Linked DNA regions of Bicyclus anynana: region 2 is linked to region 1. A link is a contact called in public Hi-C data. All regions are on one chromosome and are shown on one strand. The core of a region is the stretch at or near the end of the contact, and the rest is flanking DNA. Distances in the headings are between cores, read along the strand shown.

Region 1 (5,935 bases), core at 2,100-4,599:
TAGTAATAAGTACTGCCAGAAGTTCAAACAGTCATGCGGTTGCATCATAATGCCACGATGATATCACCGGCTCCCATCCGACTGCTAAACACGCATCGGAATTAGGACAAGCGTCGATATGCGTGTGTCCTTATGAACGGTTTCAGACTAGCGTTTTATACGCGCGTGTAAGCTCGTTTCTGGAAGCGCATGTAGGCGTTAGTTGCGTAGCGGTGTCTAGGAGATGCCCTGTATCAGACTTAGTTGAAGGACCCAATGATGGCCCAAGATTTCTCACAAAAGAAACAAAAATACATGCTTAAAATAAATATGACGGATAAAGCTACCCCTGCAAACCGGGGGCCCCTTCTAAGCTCGTATAAGCGCTAGCCGCGAGAGACATAGTCGCGAGTCCCTATTGACCTCTTTAACAGGAGATCGACCTCCCAGAGATACTGACACGAAACCACCAGTTCGAGCGAACACGCCAAAATATGCTGGTTTACGCGAGCCCAGTTTTTTTAATGCATGTAATTAAGCGCGCGTAGAAGAAACGATCGTATACGCCCAAAAAATACGCTAGTCTGAAATCACTCTGTTATTTATATAGAGGCTAATATAACAACAGCATTAAGGTTATGCAAATTGTTTGATGCTCAATCCGGATTCTGATTTGTCTCAAATGCGCATTCATTAAAACTTTTAACTTGTTACTTCGTCTCTTTGGTAGAATGGTAATCATAGTTCTATATACTGAAACTGATAGACAGGATTCTGATAGGTTAACAACAAAATTAACAAATTAACTATCTCATACTCGCACCCCAGTATCAGTATCTCGATGCAGATTGAATACCTTTGACTTTACCTTATCTAGGTGTTTCTTTATCCCTTCATTTTTCAAAAATATTTCAAAATTAAAGAACAAGGAAACTGTTTCCTCTGGATTGTTCATTTATCGATGAAGGTTATCTAGGTTATATAACATAATGCTTCGACAAATAATAGCAGAACATCAATGAAAAATGTGGTAAAAATGGAAAAATCTTCCTTTGAGTGCACTGCGAAAGTGGCAAAAATTACGAAAAATCAAGTAGGTATGGCAGAATTGTTATGAGTGTTGGTTAAGATTTTAGAAGAGGGTGTTCGTAAAAGAAATTAAAGTAGCTGACATTTAAGTATAATACAAAAGCTGTATTCATTAATCAGGAATGTGAGGACCATAAGCAGGTCAATAGCAATTGCAGCATAGGTCAATAGTTTTGTCGACAACTACTGTAACAAATTACGCTAGACATATGGACGTAATATTATTTTGTAAATGGCGCCATAAGTGGAAGGTGTCAATATACAATGCTATATGTATACATATCTATTGCATATGTTGCGTTAGTAAATATTCCAGAATTTTTATATCAAGAAAATTTTAGCTTTTGCCTATTTTGATTGCCCAATTTCACTCTATTAATTTAAAAATATACAAAAAGATTTAATAAAGACATTATTCGTCAAGGACAGCCATAAAGACACAGTGTTTTTAATTGGTATCCATAGCAAATGTATTGAAATAGAATTATGTATTATTCGATCGAAATGCCAACGCGGAAATGCAGCCTTACTGCATTCCATGTGGGCATGATTTGTATTGTTATTAGGATAAGTTAGTAAACCTAAAAGCTCAAAGCCCAAATTAAAAGTCCGAATTTTGTAGTTTCTGTTTAAGTTTAATTTCCCAAGCTTAAGCGTCAAATTTTAAAAAATTAATTCTCTAATAAATGAACTAAAAGAAGTTTTTATCGCGTGTCTCTTATTATCATGTTTCAAGGATTTACTTTTTAACATCCGTGCATGCGTATTGGTACTGGTAGTGATTATGACAACAGAAACAAACAAATAAGTTCCTCTTGTCTCTGGTTAATTTGTTAATTATGTTGTTAATCTCTCAGGATCTTGTCTATCACAACTAGTTTCAGTATCTATAGAACTTTAACCATTCTACCAAAGTAGATCTGCAGGCTAATTCACTATCTTTGACATAAGCTAGTTGATGGAAATTGAGATTCTACGTAAAAAATGTTATCCGGTGCTTACTGGTGGAGTTTGTCAATTAATTTGATGTTTATTTTAATGGGTTGTTAATAAAGACCAAAATAGTGAATAGGCCAACAGGTGATTCAAATGGTAAATATAATATTGAGGATACACTTTTGCATTGTTGACAAGTAGGTATTTAGGCCAAGATCAAAGGTAGGTATAACTTGTAATTTACAAGACATTTATTAACCATCAACTTAACTACCGTATTGTAATTAATTATAAATAAATTATTAACTCAATGGATTTTACGGTTGAAGGTTAAACTTTAATTTATATTAATGGTGTAATTAACAACAAATTAGTTTATTACGATATCCAGAGGCAAAGCATATTTATTGACATTTAATATACCGGAAACTCCTTGGTTTTTCATTAGTATAATTAAAAATTGTTATTTTGATATTGACTTTTTATTTTCCTAGATCTTATAAAATTCAAATCCTCACTTAATGCAGTTAAATTTACTTTAGATAAATAATTTACTTACTTAATTGCAGGTTTTGGTGGAGTTGGAAAGAAAATACAGAAGTTCATTATAAAAACACAACATTTATTATCATGACCTTACATTTATCTTTACACTTATTACATGTACATAAAAACGGCGTAGAAACGGTTGGTGACAAATTACAACATTGGTTTTAACACCACAGTTTACAATTTAGACATTTATCTGTCGTAACCAAACAGAGACACTAACACCAGCTTCCAAAACTGTTCCGTCACATTACATTCACTTTTTTGCAGTAAACGTGCAGATCTGGCGCGAGATTCACCGAAGAACCCGCGGACCGTGAAAACAGGACCATCTGTTTCTCTGCATAAACTCCTTTTCCCAATTTCTCCAGCCTGAAGTTCAAGGCTCCTCGTCTTCCGACAACGACGGCAGGGCAAGTTGTCGGCGCATCCTCTCCCTTCGCTGCGGAGACACTGACTTCTGCCTCCTCAGCAGACCCTCGGTGTGCAAGATGTACGACCTCTCAGTTTCTGGCTCGAAAGCTTCGACTTCGGAATCATCTTCAACGAGAGCTGGCAATGCTTGTTTCTTCTGTCGCTTCTCCGCAACGCAATCGAGTTGCCGTCCGCGACACTTCTGAATCTGAAGCGACGGGTAAACGTCCGCGCACAACGCAGCGTGTGATAGTTTCACGACCATGATTGATAAGGTTTTTCTGAGTTAAAGGTAAACGTTTGCTCTCTACGATCGCCGAAAGCAAAGTGCGGGGCGGCGGCGAGCGCCGCGAATTTATAGCTTCACGCAGACTTGCGCGTGTGTGCGGGCTGGCGTCACGGACTGTGTCCACAGCGTCGCGGCCCGCGATTGTTCACGGTAAACAACAATGTTATCGGGGAACCGTTTTGATGTCACAATTAAGATCGTATACGTTATATACGCAGGTATAATGTACCTGAATGGAGACAATGGCTGTGGCATTAGGTAAAGCAAACATACGCTGAATATTGTGACGCCGCGCGCCGGTTCTGATATCCTTCGCGATTACAATTTCACAACATTGTACGGCACATTTATTGATGTTTTGCAGCACCCCTCTCCTCTGGGATGCATTTTCATCTCCTCCGTCGCAACTCATTTCCTGTACCTACTGAATGAATATAAAATTGATTACTCCTAACTTGACTGTTGTAGAATAAATATTGCATAACAATATTACCAAAATTAAAAATCTAGTTTTTATCACTTTACTCGGTTTAATAACCTCACTTTAATGTTAGTTTCTTCATTTTTAGTAGTTTAAATATTATTTTAATTTCTGTTTGTTATAATAATTTTTATTTTTTAGTTTTTTTTCCTTTTCTGTTATTTTTTCCTTGGTTTTGTTTTTTCTTTAATTTGTTAAATTAATAGTAGTTTAAATAAGCATGCTGTGAATACCTACGAGTACTAGTAGATTTACAATTATGTATACTTCTATTAGTTTAGTTCTTGATAATACATGTATTGTATTTAATTGTAATCTGTTAATGTCCAAATAAAATAATAAAATAAAAAAATACTAATTACTTATCACGCCTTGAAATTTGCTACAATGGAAAACTTATTAAAATTGTCATAAGCGATAATCGGATTAGTTACCCGTCTGCATTATTTACCAAGGTAAGATGGAAAAACAAATAATACAATCAAATTCGGATTACCAAAATTGATGATTATCTGTCCAGATACTTTATCAAGATTGCAACATTATATAGATGTAGGTAACTATGATGAGAGCCGCGATAGCCCAGATATTCCGGAGAGTGTGGGTTCAAATCCGGTCCGGGGCGTGCACCTCCAACTTGTCAGTTGTGTGCATTTTAAGATATTAAATATCACGTGTCTCTAACGGTGAAGGAAAACATCGTGAGGAAATCTGCATACCAGAGAATTTTCTTAATTCTCTGCGTGTGTACAGACTGCCAATCCGCATTGAACCAGCATGATGGATAATTAATACATAGAGACTGGGTTTTGTTATTTTTTCTATAACATGTGCAGATAATCATTTGCAAGAACTGCACTTACTTGATGAACTCTTTCCGATTTAAAAGACTTTCAATTGGACACTACTCTAGTTACATTGCAGGCTCTACGAATTACTGGAATTAATTTATGGAATTGGAAATGGCATTACACTCCATTAAACATATAAGAAAACTGTCTTATTTATCTTTAGAGAAATTAATTTTGTAATGAACTATTATTTGGTCAAGTGTGAATTATCATTATGTAAAGCTTATTCTTCTCTAGCTAGCTCGTTCTTGCACACGCAAATCATGATCATTGGTTACCATCGTGTCATTTGCTGTCAGTCCTGGGTTAGGGTTTTTCATTTCATAAAGCTCCTGTTCTTCATTTATTACACTAAAATATTAGGTCAAAGATTGACTAGAGCAGTATGAGATTACATTAGACTCCATTGGACAGTTAGAGAAACAGTCCTACTCCTATGTATCTTTAGAACAATTAGCGTTTAACTTGATTTTGAATTGAACTGTTATTTGGTCAAGCGTGAATTGTCATTCTTCACTAGCTGGCCAGTTGTTGCACCCGCAAATCATGACGATCATCATCATTGATTACCATCATGTCATTTGCTGTCAGTCCCGGGTTAGGGTTTTTCATTTTCATTTCATTTTTATGATCATCTTTCGTTTGTTTGTAATCATATTCAATATAAAACGCTCCTTTCCTCCGTTCATTACACTGAAGAGTTATCACGGTACATAATTATTAAATTATCAATCTATTTTGGGGCCAGTAAGTTAATCTTTATCTCCTTATCATTATTGACATCCAATTCAATATTAAACGTTTTGAAACCATGTTTCTATTTCACACAGTAAAGTTGTAGAATGCCTTTCCGGTATCTGTGTTTTCTGCCGCCTACAATTTGAAAACCTTCAACACAAGAGTGAATATTATGCACCTTTTAGGGAATTGCGCTTCAACTTCAACCTGGACTCACTTTCTCTAGACTGCTTTCCATCAGGTGTGATCGTGTCTTTTAGATTCAAGCTCAAGCATCATCATTATCAACCCATATTCGAAACACTGCTGAGATCGAGTCTTCTTTCAAAATGAGAGGGGTAAGTTAGGTTAGGCTAGGCCAAATAGTCCATCACGCTGGCCCAATGCAGATTAGCAGACGTCATACACGCAGAGAATTAAGAAAATTCTCAGATATGCAGGTTTCACGATGTTTTTCCCTCACCGTTTGAGACACGTGATATTTAATTTCACAAAATGCACAAAACTGAGAAGTTGGAAGTGCATGCCCCGGACCGTATTCGAATCCACACCCAAAAGACAAAGGTCATATCCAATGGGCTATCACGCCTCTGGGTGCGATACTGCAGG
Region 2 (5,935 bases), core at 1,356-3,855, 83 kb before region 1:
GAATTCATAGTCGATGTAGGGGCACCCCCAGAGGATCATTCAGCCGCTGAGTGTTGAATTTAACCTCTATTCGTTTGAAAATTTGACACTCAGCGGGTGAATGATCCCCTGGGGGTGTCCCTACAACGTCTACGAGGTCCACTTTAGGTTACAGAGCAGTGGCGTAGCGTGCCTTGGAGGGGCCCTGTATCTAAATTAGTTTGGGGGCCCAAATGAAGGGTTAAGATTTCTCACAAAAAAAAAACAACAATGCTCTCTTAAAATAAACATAATAGTGATTAGACCTATGTAGGAAGTTTCCAACTATTGGGCACACGCTTTACCAGGGAAAAAAATTTAGGACTATCGACATTATACTAACTTTTGCTTTCACACGTAAGGGGCCCCTATAGTCCAAGGGCCCCGTATCATTGCTTATACTTTTTTTTATTCTTTACAAATTAGCCCTTGACTACAATCTGACCTGATGGTAAGTGAGAATTGCATCATGCAATCTAAGATGCATGGAGGAGGATGAAAATTTACACCCCTTTCAGTTTCTACACGACATCGTACTAGAACGTTAAATCGCTTGGCAGTACATCTTTGTCGGTAGGGTGGTAGCCGCCAAAGCCTCCCACCAGCCTGGACCAATTAAGAAAACCTTCATCGGCCAAGCCGGGGATCGAGCCCAGGACCTCCGTTTTGTAAATCCACCGCACATACCACTGCGCCACGGAGGCCGTCAAAACGCCTGACTTTTTGAAGCCGGACAAAATATACAAATTCACGGGTAGCCTGGCTGTTAGATAAAGGGCGGAATGACCGCCCACGTGACTATAACACGGGTTCATTTCCAAAACACCATATAACAAGCACGTGTGAGCGAACTGAAACGTGACCGGGGTTTCAACAATGCGTTTATACAGTATTCGAGTAGGTAACTAACATTACGTAGATACATTGTGTAGAGGCGTGCACAAGGTGTTTCACTAGGGTAGGTTTATACATACTTACTAATTGAACAAAATTCAAACTCCTCCAATTTGTTTATTGGCTGAAGCTAGTCCTCCGGTAACCGGTAGTATCACTTTAATTTTCGTCCGTCTATTTAGTTGTCGGACTAATAATCATCATCGTTATTATAAACCCAAATTCAGCTCACTGCTGAGCTCGAGTCTCCTCTCAGAATGTGAGGGGTTAGGTCCACCCCGCTGGCACTTCACACAGCAGATAATAAAATGCACATAATGAAAAGTTGGATTGGATCGGATTCGAACTAACACCCTTCGAAATCAGAGGTAGAGGTCATGAAGGAATGTTGGATTAATAAGAATATTTAATTTATTCAGTAACCGTGTAATTAAACTAAATTTATTCCTACGGTTTCTGTATGAATAGTCACTTCGTTTTATATTAATCTGTGCTGTATAGGTTAGTAGGTTCGTATTAAGTCCTCAGCTCACGGCAAGGGTGTGGAGAGCAGAAGGGGGGGGGCATATATGGATATCACATATGGATGGTGAAATAGTACATTATGATATAAGTGCGGTAAGTTGAAAATTACAGCTAAGGCGATATTGCAGCTCGAGCCAAAGGCGAGAGCTATAGTAAGGAAGCAGAGGCTGTAATTATCAAAGCGCACGTATGTCATACGACGTTTTATAACACATACACTTTGAACACACTTTCTGATATTAATTTGCATCTTTGCCTGTTTTCCTTACGATGACATTTGATACGCTTGTCCAAAAACAGCCAGTATTATTCATAAAGTAAATTTATATTTTTGTGTTTCTGATACAGATAAATGGTTGACATTTATTCTCCAAATTATTAAAATTAAGAATTAAATGTTTTTTTTTATTATATTTTATCTCACAAAGTTAATTTTACTCATAAAATGTTGAGCACTTTTTTGACATAAAAACTCTTTACCAAGATTTAAAAAGTACCGTTCGTTTTTAGGCGGATGATTAAGGTTTATGTATTATATTACGGCACATGTGCATTTCAGTTTACATTACGGCATATGTGCATAGCAGATACATTACGATATTGAAATTGTTGAAATTAGCGATACTTTACGAGCAAATGTGTTAAAAAAAATATTACGCCCTTGCCTCAGGGGATTTTGGTTTGGTATTTTGCATCACTGATAATAATTTGTGAAGGCCATGCACACTACGTAAACATTGATTACCTATCGATAATAATTACCATAACCGCGTATTTTCACGCATGGTTTCACGTGCGTAGTGTAATTACACCAACCATACACAATCAAGCTCACTGTAGCGTAATAATCTTTTAAACATAATATTGGAACCGACTTCAAGGACGTATTTCAGTTATTTTGATTTTAACTCAAAATTAGCAAGCTAATTTTCATGAAAATTAAATGGGACCAATGTGGAAGTATGCTCTTTCAAAAAAAAATATAATTTTCAAAATTGGTTAATAAATGACGAAGTTATGAGGTAACAAAGAAATAAAAGAAAACGCGACGAATTTAGAACCTCCTCTTTTTTTTGTAGTTTTTTCACACCCATAGACGTTACAGTAAGCTTGATTGTGTGTGGCCAGCGTTATATACCGTCGCACGATCGCGTCACACAACCAGTTTACTCGGCCCATGGGTGGTTGAGCATTTAGGTCACGCAAGTGACATATCGCTTGACGAAAAGTGTACTGTGACGTGTGTTATCGACGTATATAAGTGTTTTTATCACGGATACCTACAAGGTATCACCTGAATGACGTAACAATGATGTTGATTGATAAAGTTGAAAACTATTACATATCAACTAGATATGTAATAGTTTTACCCTACCGGCAAAGACGTACCGCCAAGCGATTTAGCGTTCCGGTACGATGCCATGTAGAAACCAAAAGCGGTGTGGATTTTCGTCCTCCTCCTAACAAGTTAGCCCGCTTCCATCTTAGACTGCATCATCACTTACCATCAGGTGAGATCGTAGTCAAGGGCTAACTTGTAAAGAATAAAAACAAAAAAAACGTAACGCCTAAGCTTCAATTCCCCTATTAAAGTAGGGAGGTTTAACATTTTTTTTTGATCCCATCCGCGTTGCTAACTAATACTCCGCAACTTTTAAGTCACTGGCACCACTTTCAGGCTTCCTCCTTAAATCGTAAGTCTCAGACCAATTATAGAAGGACTTGTATCGCACTCATAGTCACGAACAAAATTGTCTGTCATTTTCTGAGGAAAACGAGCTTAGATTTGGTTAAATCTTATACTAAACTAGAAGTTTTTGTCCGTTTTTTACACAATTCAATTACACAAAAAGGTATTTTTACGAAGCTCTTTAACCGACGAACACGATTACAACTATTTAACATCGATCCTATAGAGACAGTTTCTATAATCGCATTAGATCGTTGATCATATACTTTGACAGAAAAGTAACGTCTAGCGAGGCAGGTCCTATACAATAATTGGTCTGAGTCGTATGTGGATTGGGACAGATAATACGTCCGGACGCCTACCGAGCAGGATTATCACGCACGGAAGCGGGTAACGAGACGTCCGGTCTAACCTAGGTATGGCCCTTTAGTAGGCCGTTCGAATAAGTTGATAATGATGAAACTCTTTGTGACAGACCTCACCTTGGCGTGCTTATTTAGAACACTATTAATATATAACACAAACGGGAACGGGTACTATACGCGTGTGAAACCTGGGGGCGTTACTAGTCACACTAATATTGTAAAGGCGAAATACGTTGCGTACATCAGTTTGTTTGTTACGCTTTCACGAAGCAACCACTAACCCGATTTTAAAAATTCAAAATAAAGCTACATTATCGGCGTGTAACAAAAGTTATATTCTAACCCCGTGTTCCCACGGAGACTGGAGTAACGTGGATGAAACCGCAGGGCGTCCGCTAGTTAATCATAGGTGAATGAAAGTACCTACTCTGTATTCAGTTATGAATAATATGTCGAAAGCTTTGCAACGCATAAATCTTTCACATTATTCTGTAGCGTAGAGAAAATTTTGCGCGAGCGAGAATACAAGCGAGATGATAATAAAACCGGAAACCTGAGCATTTTCCTTTGACACTGGGCATGCATAATGCATGGACACACGAGCCCTGACAGAGACTTTGTCGCCTCTAACGTCAATTATTCTCAATGTTTATGTATTCTTCTGTAATGCAACGCATGCATATAACATGACGCCTTTACAAGCTGTCAGTAAAAGCTGACTATTTTCTCTTATTAACTTAAATGATCTGCCTGGAACATCACTAGCGTTTAAGACAGTATAGATACTGACTAATTTAATTGATGATGAATATTATGTGATATTATTCCAAGATCTCTTTAGGTTTTCTTAAGTTGGCTAGTTACCATCGGCAAAGACGTACGATGCCGTGTATAAACCCTAATGGATTTTCATCCTACGCCTATAACAAGTTAGCACGCTTCCATAAATTGCATCATCACTTACCATCAGGTGAGATTGCAGTCAAGGGCTAACTAGTAAATAATAAAAAAACGGCCCACTATAGAGTCAGGCCTGTTTCCTAATAGGAGGGGGGATATGGTGCTTAGACCCACCACGCTGCTACATTGCAGGTTGGCGGGTTTAGAGTAATAATGTTTCTTTAACAACCACTGTTAGATATTAATGATAGTGACCAGTCCCGACGGCTTAACCTGCACTACGAGGCACGGGGGTGTACCATCTTGCCAACTCAGGGCTGAATTTAAACTAAAAATTTCATTGAAGAAAGAAAACTCTCATGTAGCCCGAGCCAGAATTCGAACCCAGGACCTCGTGTTCCCAAATCCCTTATGCTAACCATAATAGGGATGACAGTTTTTTAAATTGTATATAAATTAAGAGTATGCTAACAGTAAAGCAATTTTGTAAAAGTAACAGGGTATCTGCGATCATTACTTTCGGTGCTACAGGGATTTGAGGGTCAGATTTGCGGCGCTGTCGCGGATCCCTGAAAAACGCCCCATACAAAATGGCACGAACTAATGACGTCGTAGGTAATGTAATGATCGTTAGATTTGTATGTGCGTTCAAACAAAATTACTAATATCTAAGTCATTTGTTAGTTTATGTTTATAGTTCCAGTATTCAAAAATGTCACATTTAATGTAAGGAAGCTAAAACTGTATGAAATTTCATCTAATTACGATAAAAGGTTTTTAATAGATTTTCAAATTTTATAATCTCATTTATATTGCCAATATCCAGAGAATCTTTGCTTTTTATGTTAAAATTAATTAACATTGACCTTATTTACCCGAATGTATCATAAAAATCAATATATTCAATCCTAGTCATCATCCCCATTCTCTCATCTAGTCATCTATAAAGTATCCTTAGTAAAACATCGTTGGAGATAATTGTGTTTCATTATTACCATAAGAATGTTCTCGTTCAAAACATATACATCTCTCATTTATTTGTTTTCGAGACCAAACGTCGCAAAGGAATAACAAAAGAGTTACATTTCACAGTTTTCAAACAATACTGGAAGTACGTAAAAACGGCAAAAACATACATTGTGTGAAGGACAATGTGTTCAAACAACCGAGTCGTATGAAGAACATTTATTATTATTAATCGTTACACCGGCGATTCGCACTGTCTTTACACGGGAAGTAGAGTATACCTAGATACACCAGCGGCGAAGTGTTTATACAAGCCGATTCCTGTCGGGTTACCTATAAAAATCATGCATTAAATTGTCGTACATATAAATATATTATGAGAAACCGGAGTTTTCTCGCTATATGAATTAAATTCCTTTTCTTTAGGACGGCTTATATAATAATATATAATAATAATAATAGCCTTTATTAACAATTTACCTTAATATAAAAAACTATACAATATAAAAAAATTACGACACCGGTAAATCGTCTTGCCTTTCGGCATAGGCCTCCCCCAAGATCTTCCATGCCTTGC

The links. A called contact is a pair of places that touch in the nucleus more often than the background predicts.
Region 2: a Hi-C map of whole body shows a contact between it and region 1, with 2.2 times the contacts expected there. The contact joins two enhancer-like sites. A contact is called at or near these places in 2 of 2 Hi-C or Micro-C datasets (whole body and whole larva).

What each region holds. Positions count from the first base shown.
Region 1 is chr23:7,673,420-7,679,354 of ilBicAnyn1.1, reverse strand. No RefSeq gene overlaps it. Among protein-coding and RNA genes, the nearest start is that of LOC112049022, 38 kb to the right of the region's middle. Within about 2 kb of position 3,349, at least 8 of the 8 cell types and tissues checked have open chromatin away from gene starts, as enhancers often do.
Region 2 is chr23:7,755,836-7,761,770 of ilBicAnyn1.1, reverse strand. No RefSeq gene overlaps it. Among protein-coding and RNA genes, the nearest start is that of LOC112056174, 20 kb to the left of the region's middle. Within about 2 kb of position 2,605, at least 6 of the 8 cell types and tissues checked have open chromatin away from gene starts, as enhancers often do.